2 separate regions of the Gossypium hirsutum genome follow, and region 1 is linked to region 2. Evidence: chromatin contacts called from public Hi-C data. All regions are on one chromosome and are shown on one strand. The core of a region is the stretch at or near the end of the contact, and the rest is flanking DNA. Distances in the headings are between cores, read along the strand shown. Region 1 holds the start of LOC107908269 (probable galacturonosyltransferase 6). Region 2 holds the start of LOC107915126 (histone H1).

Region 1 (6,937 bases), core at 1,157-3,656, 140 kb before region 2:
GCATAAACTTATTGCCCTTTGGGGACTGCCATAAATTGAACTAATCCCCAAAAAGATTATGGCTGGGAAAGTTGTGGGAAAAAATGAGTTGAAATTTACAAAAACGATTTGGGGCAGTTTTGGGGAGGTCCAATGAATGAAAGAATTCCACTTGTTTGCTGGATCTTCAATTATTCATGGATATTACACTCTTGTAAGTAAGGATGGTCATACTGCACATGTTTGCTCCAATAGCCTTTATATTCAGCAATTCCTATTTCCAACCAGGGTTTCATGATTCCATCAAAGTGTATGACTGCTGCATGCTCGATATCACCTTGACTAAGACCTGAGTTATGACCTAGCCCAAATGCGTGCCAGCTCTTTTCTAAAGCTACGGTCTGGTTGTAAAAGGTAATCCAACCTAAAGGCAAGCTCTTTGTCTTCCACAATGGCCTCTTAAGTCCCTGTAACAAGACACCAGGAAAATAAGCTTTAGAAACACATATAAGGTGCAGTACTATGATAAAATAAAATCACATCAAGTATATAAACATGAAAAAAGTTCATAATAAATCTAGACAACCAAGCAACATAAGTGTAAAGAATTAATAAGAGAAAAGAAGAAATGATACAATTTAAAAAAAATCTAACTATATTTATATCTGACACTCAAACCCAAATCCGAGTAAAATAGCTCGTGATGCATATAGCACAAGTTTCACAATCATAAAATTCATTTCAGAACTTCAAATTAGGGGAAAGAAAGTATAATTGGAAGATTTTAAAAGCAGATACAACATGCAAAATACATCTCATAGAAACTGGTATGTAATGTATATATCTAAAGCAGAGTATTTACACCTCCTACAAGATTTAAAGAGTTGAATAGTTCCAATTAACTTTTTTGTGTATCACTCATAGGCCAAACTAAGACAAAGCTATTGCTAATTTGCTATAGACAAAAATAGAACTGTGGGAGAAAGAGAAAGGGGTAAGAAAGATGGTCTATATTGAAAATTTAGACAGAGAATCATTAGGTAAAATCTCAACTGCTTCAAATGATAACAAATTTCAATCAACAAAGATGAGTCTGTGCATATGATATTGTTAACCATAATTTCTGGGAATTAAACCAACAAGCACGTTATTATATTAGCATGAAGCAATATATATACATATATATATATAGAGAGAGAGAGAGAGGGAAGGATATGCCTATACCAGTTGCAAGTAATCACCATAGAGGTTGGTTAAATTTTGTCTTCTCCATTCTTGGAGATTAAAAAAATTCATACCAAATGCCCATGTGCAAACACTAGCATTAAGCCTCTTTGCTGAAAATTGATCTAAAATGTTCATAAACAAATGCATGGAATGAAATGAAGCTTCACTTTCGTGACAAGTCTCTACTGCTGCATGTACTTTTCCGTTCAAGTTAACACTCCAAAGTCCAGTTAAATCTCTTTGCACTACCACATCATGATCAAAGAGCACAATCTTATCCAGTGCTGGAAAGATGTCTGCCAGATAGAACCGAAGATGACTAAGGGCAGATGTATATCTAGGATCATTGGACTTTTGTTCCTTCAATGCTGAAGAATATTCTGTTGACAGCCATTCAAAATTTTCTATGCTCTGGACATCAATTGTAGCTTTTCCAGGAGGATTTAATAAAAACCACATTGAAATTGCTGGAAGGTTAAGAGAATCGGTCACTACATGGAAAACAATTTTCTCCGGCTCCTACAGAACCAATATTATTTATTAGATATATAACATCACTAACAGGAATCTTGGCAAAATCCTGAACTAACTAGCTAACTTATAAAAAATAAGGAGAATAATGACCGAAGACTATTATCTCTCTAAAAGGGAACTGATTTGGAGGCTCCAGCAACGTAATACGACAAGGCATTCTGGCATGATTTTACGCACACAATTTTGAACACAACTGTTAATAATGAAAATCACTTTCAACAAGCAAAAACATGTTTAACATCACTAAAATAAGCAGAGATTGAAAGTTAATGAAAATGATAAAAAAAAATTTTAAAAATAAATAGTGTACAAGGGGCAAAGTCAGTTTACCTTTGCAGAGGCAGTTGTGGAGTTAACAACAACTGCACAAGCCAGAATTTCGTCAGAGAACACAGCATAGTGATAAAAATCTAGATCTTGCAATTTATGTTGGTTAGGGAATTGTCTTTCCTCAGGTTGAAGTAAAAGATATTCAGTTGTCAACCGTATGGAGAGGCAATGAAGACCTTTAGGGGTAGTCCTTCCAGCAAGCTGAATGAGATATGACTCTTCATTCTTCTCTACTTGAACCTGTTCTTCAGTATCATTAGCCATGGCACGAAGGGTTTCAGCTATTTCAAAGCAGTCAGTGAATGCATGATTTGCTTTGGCCAACAAAACCTCCATAGATCTAATTTTCTGCGATGCACTGAAATTCAAATGTTCTTCAGATATAAAGTTCTATGGAAGCATAAACCCTAAATATAAACTTATTTACTTAATGGTACTTAAGAATTTGAATTTCAGCTTTCATATTGTAACTGAAGAGGTCTTTTTCTCTGTGGTCAGGTTACTGAAATGGAGATTAAAGAGGCTCTCTGGAGCATAGAGAATAACACGGCACCTAGAGGGGATGGTTTTAATAGTTTCATTTTCAAGAAAGCTTGGAATATTATCAGTCATGAGATTACTATAGCTATCCAGACTTTAGAATGGAAGAATGCCTAAGCAGGTGGACTCTACTAATTGACCATCGTACCCAAATGTCAAAATCCAAAGGGGTTATCTGACTATAGGCCTATTGCCCGTTGTACTGTAAAATCATTACTAAAATTTTGGCTTCAAGGTTGGGCAGGGTTCTGGATATACAAATGCAGTTTGCATTTGTTGCTGGGAGGAATATATTAGGTAGCAGCCTTATGGCTCATGAACTTGCAAGGGGCTACTGCAAAGAAACTAGAGATATGCAGTGTGCATTTAAGGTGGACTTATGAAAGCCATATGTTTCTCTCTGTTGGGACTTCCTTGAAGAGGTTTTCCTGGGTTTAAACTTCCTAAGGAGATCTATTTCTTGGGTTTTTGAGTGTGTTTGAAGCGTGACCTTTTCTATTATGATTAACAATTGTTTGGAGGGATTCTTTCCTGGAAGGAAAGGCCTTAGACAGGGAAACCCAATGTCGCCACTTGTGTTCATATTAGTTGCTGAATATTTGTCTAGATGCTTGACTAAATTTCCTAGATACTTTCAGTTTCATAAGGGCTGTAAAGACATGAGGTTAAATCACCAACGTTTCGCCTATGATCTATTCATATTTTGCAAAGGAGATGCCAAGTCTGTTGTTTGGATAAAAGATACATTGAATCGTTTTCATGTAGTTTGTGGTTTGCAGGTAAATGATAAAAAGAGTTATCTCTATTTCTCCGGTGGTACTGATCTCTTGAAGCATGAAACTCATCAGCAAATAGGTTGTCAAGAAGGCGAATTGCCTGTGAAGTATTTGGGCATCCCGCTAAGTTCTACTAGGTTGAAAAAGGAAAATCGTGATGAATATGTTGAAAAGATATAAGCCAGAATTAATAAGTAGATTGTAAAATTCCTTTCATATGATGGACGACTTCAACTCATTTTGGCTGTGTTGAGAAGCATACAAGTGTTTTGGTGTTCTGTGTTCATCCTCCCAATGTCAATAAGTAAAGCCATTGATATAAAATGCAGGAACTATCTATGGAGGGGCAAAAATGAGGGGAGCAAGGAAATTGTTGCCTGGAAAGATATTTGTTTGTCGAAGAGTGAGGACAGTTTAGGGATCAAAGCATTAGAGAGTTGGAATAAGGCTGTCCTGGGAAAACAATTATGGAAGGTTCTTACCTCCAAGACTTCTTTGTGGGTAGTGTGGGTGAAAAAGACTAAACTTTGTAAACTCAACTTCTAGGGAATTTCGAAGTTGACGGACAGTAGATGGGCACCTTCAAACATTAGTATAAGTGACTCTGATATTAGAAGAGCATTAGTTGTAAATGAAATTTGGAAAGATAGTAGATGGAGGCAGCCAGACCCCTTGAGTGAGGACATAGAGGAGGCATGGACTATGGTAAGAAATATTACTGGTGATGATGATGAGAAAATTTGGGTCCTTTCTCGAATTGGACAGTACACTATTAAGTTTGAATGGGAGATCCTACATGATAAGAGGCAAAAGGTGAGCTGGGGTAAGCTGCTTTGGGGCCGAAACACACATCCCCAGTCATAGTTATATTGGTTGGCTTTCCATTAAAGATAGACTAGCTATGAAGCAGAGGCTGAAGAGATGGGATTTGATAGAGGATGACGCTTTGTTGCTTCTGTTGAAAGACTACAAACGTAGACCATTTATTTTTTTAGTGCAATTTTTCTGCCCAAATTTGAAAGAACATGATGCCTAGGTGTGATATTGGGAGAAGACCTAGTAATTAGAGAAGGGAAGTCAACTGGTTCTCAAGAAAGCTATTGGGAATGCCTAAAGGCTAAGCTGTGAAGATGCGCCTTTCCGGTAATGATATATGTTGAGAATCTTTGACTTATTTGACAACATTGAATAGCTAATTATTACTGATTATACTTGACTTTTAGAAATTCTGATTAGAGATATTCTTTCCTTACATGATTCAATGCTTCATGCATATATACCTATACATACTTTTGAGAAATTGGGATTTTCCTCAATTAGAGTATTCATCTCTACTTTCATCATGGTATTAGATTTTTGATCCGTTTTTAGGGATAATTTTTTTCTGGTTATCAAAGTTTTGTTCCAAAAACCCTAGAAACACTAAATTGGTACTATCCATCCTAACCCTTTATTTTTTTCTCTCACTGCTCGTACCATTGGAGTCGGAATCCAATCTCCGGCGAAACCCCGGAGTTCGATTACCAGAAGACCCGCACGTGAGCCTCACACGATGTCACAAGGTTCTGCCTCTTTACTTCACATGTCGCACGTGACCTTAGTTTTTTTGTGTGAGATCTCTTTTGTGCTTTCTTGGAGGGATCTTTGTTATAATTTTTTGAAGCAGATTTTGGGGTATTAGTTGTCTTTTTCAACATTATGTCAGAAGGACGAGAAGCTCGTGACTCCAACCGATCATCCCTCGTTGCAAATTAGTCCTGTGAAGCTTGATGACCATAATTATCTTGTTTGGTCAAGGTCCTGCTTGTTGTTTGTCAAGGCTCGTGGATTGTAGGGATACATCACTGGTACCACGACGAAACTTAAACTGACTGATTCAACTTTTAGTTAATGGGATTCAACGAATTCTGTTATGGTATGGTTTATCAACTCTATGCAATCTCATATTTTCAAAACTTATTTGCTGCTTGATACTACGGAAAAGATTTGGAATATTGTTGCTCTCACCTACTCTCATATTTGGAATGATGCGTGTTGAGTGTTTTTGTATGTTTGTCTTTCAAAGGGGGTTAAATTCTCTATTTATATGATGCGGTCCCTGTTTCTGGATGCGACGTCCTAGTTAAACCCCATGCATGCCAACACGTATCCTATTCTAGGATTAATATGTGTTCTCTAGGTGCGGGTTTGCCTGAATAGTGGTGTGAACTCACTCGGGGTGAGTTCATGAGAGGATGCAAACTCATCACATGCAAACCCCAAGATGTGAACTATGCTGGCTACGGATCAGTCTCATTCGGGTAACCAGGTAGTAGGCCAGTAATGATAAACACCATAACAAACTGTTCCCCACCCAAATCAAGAAGAATTATAAAGTGACTTTTCTGAGAACTTGGCTTCACGAAGTAGGGAACATCTGAGAATGAAACGTATTGCATTCGCTTTTTGCTTTAAATTGTCATATGTGATTCACCGTGTGTTGAGGAGAGGTACAATTGTATAAAATTGATTGTGCCTTCATTCTCGAACACACGAATAGTCAAGGTGTGAAACTCTTTAAAAGGAGGTTACCTTAACCCTAAATATTAAACCGTTTGAAATTGAAATTTTTGAGGAGCTGCTGTCGAGAAGGATCATCATGGTTCAGAGGTAAATTTGTTAAGATGTCTTTATAGTTATTCTGGGTTTATTAGGCATAATGGTTGGGTCGAGAAAAGGTGGTCGTATATTCAAGGTAATTGTGGTGGCTTAGGGAGTAAGCCTTCACAATGCTGTGAAGTAAATACTCTCGTGGAGGCGAACGCATATGTTTGCACCACCAAGCATGAAGAGATGAGTCGTCACCTGGCTGCTCGAGGGACTCAAACAGCTAATTTTACTTATGACTTCTCGATTGTTGAAGGATCGAGACGATTGAATGACACCACCGATGGAAGTTTTCTACTTCTCTTACACGTACTAGAAGCAGATTTTCATATTCCACTTCACCCTTTCTTCTGCCATCTTCTTGACAAGTATGGAATAGCTCCGAGTTCTCATGGTGGGTTGCAGTGGCCTACTTCATTTAATGTGGTCGGCAAGAAGAGACGCTGTTGATTTCTGTTTTCCATAATCTATACCAACTCAAAGCCTGCAATTGAAGAGGTTCTTTGAGCATGTTTTATTTTACTCCTCACGATGGATTGGAATCAATTGTTTCCAACTGGTCTTCGAACCTTCGATTGAATCACTGTAAATATATACTGGTAAAAAATAAATTTGGAGTTTGTTTTGGTATTTCCATTGAACGGTTCACATCTAGCGTGTGTGCCTACGACGACAAGAAATTATATCAGAGGCTGGGTGGGCTCAATTTTATAGGCTTCGTCGAGGTCATGTATTGAATCTGGAGGAGGTGTTAACTTTCAGAAATGTGTTTCACTATTGCCTCATAGATCTGAGTCCTAATGGATGACGGCCAATTGATGACAACAATGGTGCGGACACTATGTTAGTCTTGCCCGCGCAGTTCGTGTGGCTACATGGAGCTACTAATGAGTTGTGACTTATTC
Region 2 (6,849 bases), core at 935-3,434:
TATAATTGTTGAATACTATAAATAATATATATTTATATTGTAATATTTTTTAACACACTAAATATTATATATTAGGTACAATTATTATTTTAGAATCATATTTTAATATAATATTTATAATAATTATAAAATATTTTAATAAATTTACATTAAAATTTTTATAAATAATTTATTATTTTTTGAAAGGAATAAATAAATTATTAGAATTTTTATTTTATTTATAAATATAATGCTTTTAAAAAATTACAATATATTAATAAGAAAATAGATAAAATATTATTTTAATCTAATGATAAATTGTCATTTTAAGTCTATTCCTTACCTATTATGAAATGTTGTTTTACCCAACCAAACAATGTAATACTAATATATGTTTATTCTATTCAACCAACCAAACAACATAAAACCTATAATCTCACTATTCTATTCCCACTGAACAGCTATAGAATTCCTATTCTATTCCATTTCAGTGAATCAAATGTATCGTAAAGGCGTATATGGATACCTCAAAGTACTTGCAAGAAAGTGTAATTGTTAGGATAATAATTACTCCATCTTGTAACTATAAGAGTTCTAATTCACTATATGTATTTAGCTAGTAGAATTTAATTATGTCTTAATTTATCATATAATATTTTATAGTACAAATTATAATTCCATAGTTATATAATTACAAAAATAGTTAAAAAAGAAGTTTAAAGTTCATTATGGCTAATTATCTCACGCAATTCCTTAATTCTCAACCTCTCATATGAATCAAAACAAGTAATCATGTGCTCTTGATAAACTCAATTCAATGACATCTATTAATTTTAATAATTACTCATATCACATATGTAATTATAAGTAATTATACCCAAATCTAAATACTAAATTAACTTTTTAAATCCATTGAAAATTCTACATGAAAACATCAAGCATGGCTTTAGAGATGTTCTTAAATAAAAGGTTTTTAATCCTCCAAGGTTAACATCAAACAAGTCTTAGAAGATGTTTACTTATCATGTTTTTATGCTTGAACAAACATTTTCAATTCTCCAATGTTAAAGGTTCAACATCAAAGATACTAATCATTGTAGCAAAAAATTAGATGATAAATTAACTTAATTATTCAAATAACTTGCTATATAATTAATGGATTCGATTATACTTATAATGGCTTACATATATATGGCTTTAGATCAACATTAGCATGTTTCATTTAGGTGGAGAAGTTAATGCATAACTTACATATAAGTTTTACATTGAATAGAATCATACTAACATCAAATGAAGATTTTGCTCCAAATCAATTAATATGCTTAGATGTAATGCTTTTGAGAAACCCAAACATTCTATAGGTTATTTTGATGAGATATGATGTGGTGTAGTAGAACTTTGAATTTATAGTCATAGAATAAGATGATTAGAATGAAGATTTGAGTATAGGAAATGTGTAATTAGACAATAGTAATAGAGCATATTCACATGTTAAAAAAGAAAGATTTACATTGCTACCTTAATTAATGGATATAAAATTTTTGTTTGATTCACATTTTAAGTTTAAGGTTAACAAATGTAATGAATAATGTCACATACAACATAACAAATCAAGTTTTGTTTTGGATTAAATATGGTTCCAATTTTTGATTTGCCATGAATTGAATGATATGTCTATTGTCACACATGCCAAACATCAATAGGACATGTTCAACTTCAACAACATTTGAAGTGAAAAATTTCCATCCAATTCTTAACCAAATTTCATGATTCTTGAAGCATTAGTTTCCTTCGTTAATCTATTATCAAATAAGATGCAAAAAATTTGGATTCATAACAAGCATTTTCTTAAATTCCTCCTAAACCACAATAACATCATGGTAAACCATGGTTTTGACCAATGTAGCTTCAAAATCAAATATCTTACAAATGAATTGTCCAAAAAATATGTAAAAATATTCAATAGAAAGCTTATATAATAAACTTAACAATGGAAAAAATTTCAAAAAAAATTATAAGCTATAACTTAAGTCATGGTCAAATCAATCGAGACCAAAAGCACACCTAAAATGCTCAAAACATCAATTCTTCCTCATTCCTCCCCACCCATTCCCTTGCGCCCCTCATCTTCAACCGTAGATATCGCCTTATCTAACGATCCGTATTTAAACTTAAGACAGACAGGGATCCGCGTGATAGTCGTCTCCACCAATCAAAATTCATCTTATGGATACCGTCTTTCTCACATTTGACTATTTAAATCCCTTCATTTCCGTCACCTTCCTCCCACAACGAAATTACCAGTACATCTTCGCTTTGAGATTAGATCCAAAATTCTCCTTTCCTCTTATTTCCGATTCCCCAATTTTTCCTGAAACCCTAATCCTAATCCCAGATTCCTCCTGTCTACATCGTTTAGCAAATGGCAACCGAGGACCCGGCAGTCGTGGCAGACCCCGCACCCGAGACGGAGGAGGACAAGACTGCTGAGACCAAAGCTACTTCAAAATCCGGCAGAGCAAAGAAAGCCAAAGAACCCAAAACCAAGAAAGCTGCAGCTCCTAGGAAACCACGGGCTGCTCCTACTCATCCTCCTTACGAAGAGGTACTTCATGATTCACAAAATATACTGTTATTTGTTTTTATTTTTTTTGGTATTCTGGGTGTGATTGCGTATTGATATTTGATTGGTTTGTTACAGATGATCAAAGATGCGATCGTTACTTTGAAAGAGAGGACAGGTTCAAGTCAGTACGCCATTGCTAAGTTCATTGAAGAGAAGCAGAAGAATCTTCCTGGAAATTTCAAGAAGCTTCTGCTTGTCCATTTGAAGAAGCTTGTGGCTGCTGGGAAGTTGGTTAAAGTTAAGGCTTCGTATAAACTTCCTTCTGCTAGGTCTTCGAAGACGGCTACTGCTGCTTCTGCTCCTGCAAAAAAGAAACCGGCTACTACTAAGTCGAAGTCTAAGCCTGCCTCAAAGCCTAAGGAAGGGAAGAGTACAAAAACTACTCCTAAAGCAAAGGCCAAGACAAAAACTACTTCGAAGGCTAAGAGTAAGCCGGCGGCTAAGCCAAAGCCTACTTCTAAGGCGAAGGCTGCTCCAGCCAAGACTAAGGCAGTGGCTTCTGTGAAGCCGAAGACTACTGCAGCTACAAAGTCAAAAGCTGCAGCCAAGCCTAAGGACAAGCCGGTTAAGGCTTCGAGGACTTCAACTAGGACGTCTCCCGGAAAGAGGGCTGCTGCTCCCAAGCCTGCTGCGAAGAAGGCTCCTGCGGCTAAAAAAGCTCCTGCGAAGAGTGTAAAGCCGAAGAGTGTCAAGTCACCGGCGAAGAAAGCCCCGTCGAGGAGGGGAAAGAAATGAGAGAAGAGAGGGTGGTCAACATAGGGGTAGTTTTGTAAATTCGAGTGAAGCTTAGTGGCTGTATTTGGGTCCATACCCATGAAAATATGACATCGGATCTTATCTGTTCTTGAACTTTTCTTCGAGGGGTTGTTTTTTTTTTGTTGTTGTTGATTGACGCTAAATTTCTAAATTCCTTAGTTTTTAAAGCAGATTTTAGATGTAATTTTTCAGTTGAATGGATTATGAGATGAAATCAGAGCTCCCTGATATTTTATCATGTTATCTGCGTTCTATTGTTCTTCTCGTTCTTTATGCATTGACCACCGGGGAATAGATTGCAAATTAAGAAGCCTAGGGTTTGTATTTATAGGGTTGCTTGGTGGAATAGATTCAAAGAAACGGTGGCCTGTTAGAAAGACGTTGCGCGGAATGCTCTGAAGGATTCAGCTTCTGTGCGGCTACACTGCTTCGAAACTGGAAGCCAAGGTTAAGGTTTTTTACGAATTTGTTGATCCTAAAATATTGAAATGCGTATGATTAAGTGGAACAATGATGTAACTGGCACGGCTGATCAAATTCATCATTCCTGGTTTAAATTGTGACTATCAAGTTTGCCTAGTTTTTAAGCAATTATAAAGCTGCATTTATTTGGAATATGAGTCGCTGCATTTTTATTTCGATTTTGGTTTCTAACCTAAAAGCTTCACCTAATTAGTGAATTGTGTTGAGTGGGGTTGTGCTCGAGCCTTGATGCATATAAACGTGGTTATTTAACATGCTTCATTGCTTGCTTTTCTTTTAGGTTTTTCATGGAGTGAAAAATTAGTTAATATAGTTGGGGGCAAAATGAATGAATGGAGGAGTAATTAGGCAACTTTCCTCTTTGTTATTATCTCTTAATTGCTTTCCTTTATGGTGATGATTCTTAATTTTCTTTTTATTTTGTCAATGATTCTCTTATTCTTTGCTGTACAAAATTTGTGCATGGCAAGGCTTGAGTTAGTTATTCCAGCCCTTCTTCTGGTATCACGAACCCTAAGCCATACCACTAAACCTTTCTCCATAACCGATGCTTTAATCTCCATCCCACTTGTGAAGCCTCTTCAAAGGCCCCAGTTGGTCCCAAGCTGTGCAAGCAGAGCTCACTGTCCTGAGAAACAGGGAACATGGTTGTTGGTCGCGAAAGAAGTTAAGAATGTGGTAGGATGTAAATGGGGATTTCAGTCCCGATGGCACCATTAATTACAAGGCTTAACTTGTGAATTGTTTTAGCTAATGACCTAAGATTGACTAAGGAGATACTTTTCACCTATTGTCATAAGTATATTATAATCTGGATATTACTTTCTCTTGTGATTAGCAGTTAGCTACTTCAACAAATTAACTTTCACAATATTTTCCTTAATGGATCCTTTAGAAGAAGAGGTCTTCACGAGCCAGCCACCAAGGTTTGTTGACATGTTTGTCACCTGCATAAGGCTATCTATGGTCTTAAGCCAGCACAATCTGATAATTCTCCTTTTATTTCAAGATACTCAGGCGCATTCATTTACCTCTTGGTTTATGTTGATGGTTTCATTATCAGCAGTCCTAATTTGAATACTATTAATAAGTTTCTTGAGGCTATATTAATTATAGGTTTTTGTTGAGGGCTCTTGGTGATATAGATTACTTGGTATTGAAGCCTGCTTTATGCAAGATGGCTTAGTTTTGTTTTAACATCACTACATTTTAGATGTTCCTGATCGAGCAAAAGTTATTTCATGCCAATGCAATAAATATATCTCTTAAATTCTCACTGAGTCAAGGAGAAGATTCCTCACTCTTGAAACAAAATGAGTATCTTGTCATACTAGCCTTTGTTGTAAATAAGTTAGCTTAGTGTTCAAGCAAGCCGACTGAACAAGACTTGACAGCCCTCAAGCATGTGTTGAGGTATCTTCAAGGCACTACTGATCATGGTCTCTTCATCTATCGAGATTCTCCTCTAATGGGCTTTCCTTGATGCAGATTGGGGCTGAAACAAGGATGACCAGAGCTCCACCGGTGGTTTCATTGTGTTTGTTGGCCAAAATCCAATCTCTTGGGCTTCCCACAAGCAGTAGGGCATTGCGCGGTCATCAACAAAAGCAGAATATTGTGCCATCTTGAATGCCAATGCCTAACTCTGTTGGGTCATAAATTTATTTCTTGAGTTGTCTATTCATTGCCTAATCCTCTCCCACTTTACCGTGATAATCTCGATGCTACATTTGTTTGTCAATCTTGTGTTTTACTCTCCATGAAACACATTGAAATTAATTATCATATTGCTTAGTCCAAGATTCATGAGGAAGATCTTTTTGTTGCTCACAGTTTTGTTGGTGTTCAACTTGCTGATGTCTTCACAAAATCCTTACCATGACCTGCTTTTGAGATGGATTGTTTCAGGATTGGTGTCTCCTCCCGTCACCTTCTTGAGGGGTGTAATAAGGAAACTTGCCTCCTTGGTGCTACATCTTGATTGCTTTCGTTTGAAAATTTCTTTATTTTCTTTTTATTTCTGACAATGATTCCATTTTATCTTTCTCGTTCTTTGCTGTACAAAACTCATACAAATCCTAAACATCAGTGATATTAACAAGGCTTTCATTAATCTTTCCAGCCCTTTTAAGGAGTAGATGTGTGTAGATGCTTTGTTTTGGCTACTAATATCTTATCTTTTTTCGGAGATAACTAAGATTATGTTTTAGGAACTTACACTTCCAAAGATAGTAACAAAGTTTAACTCGAAACAAGTAGCAGAGTTGCTTCTATTAATATCTCTTCTGGAAGAACAACTCTTGTTTAGAATAGTTATTGTTTAGAACAATTATTGTTTGAGAATCTAAATTTGAAACAACTATGTTCAAAACAAGGCTTCATTTAGAACATTTGTCATCCAAGGTAGCTATCATTTTAGAATGGCTCCTCTTGATAATAGCTAATGTCCATAACTTTTGTTTAGCATAATTGCATTTCAAGAACTATGTTTAGAACAATTGTTGTTCAGAGCAGCTTCTATTATGAACAATTGTTTTTCAAGAACAGCTCTATAATATGGTATTTTATAAAACAGTTCCAAAAGGGAAAAAATTGTTGTGGTTTCATTATTACAGTGGTTTGTATTTGCAGGATCACTCTACCGAAAATGGGGATTCTTTTGAATATGTGAAATGCTTCACTTTTAACTTCCAGGTATCATAAATTGTGATCCTAGTTACATATTTCATTCACAATCTGGATTACCATTATTTTCTTCATGTTTATGGGTGGGTCATCAATTGACAACCATTTGCTAAACAATTCATTTTTTATTTGAGCGTTGAATAGGTTCTTAGTTGTAATAAAGGAAAATAATGGGATGTCCAGGTTCGTTGATAGTGGTCTGCATTATCCCATGCTGCAGATCCTTTTGGTTATTATCATATTTATTCTGCTTATTTATTGCTTGAAAGCTAGCATCCATACTCATCTTTTGTTGTAGGTGTGCATGTTTGTGTGGATGC

Evidence for each region. Hi-C and Micro-C count contacts between places; a contact is called where the count stands out from the background.
Region 1: a contact with region 2 is called in a Hi-C map of leaf, with 2.2 times the contacts expected there. The contact joins the promoter of LOC107908269 here to the promoter of LOC107915126 in region 2. A contact is called at or near these places in 3 of 34 Hi-C or Micro-C datasets (leaf and seedling).

The regions. Positions count from the first base shown.
Region 1 is chrD08:8,876,531-8,883,467 of Gossypium_hirsutum_v2.1, reverse strand. It overlaps LOC107908269 (probable galacturonosyltransferase 6), which reads right to left and starts at 2,406. Exons shown (of 3, transcript XM_016835499.2): 1 at 2,071-2,406; 2 at 1,204-1,725; 3 at 171-446. The coding sequence starts at 2,406. The coding sequence ends at 171.
Region 2 is chrD08:8,734,546-8,741,394 of Gossypium_hirsutum_v2.1, reverse strand. It overlaps LOC107915126 (histone H1), which reads left to right and starts at 2,184. Exons shown (of 2, transcript XM_016844269.2): 1 at 2,184-2,584; 2 at 2,681-3,599. The coding sequence starts at 2,402. The coding sequence ends at 3,340. It overlaps LOC121220254 (a long non-coding RNA gene), which reads left to right and starts at 6,547. Exons shown (of 5, transcript XR_005917468.1): 1 at 6,547-6,849.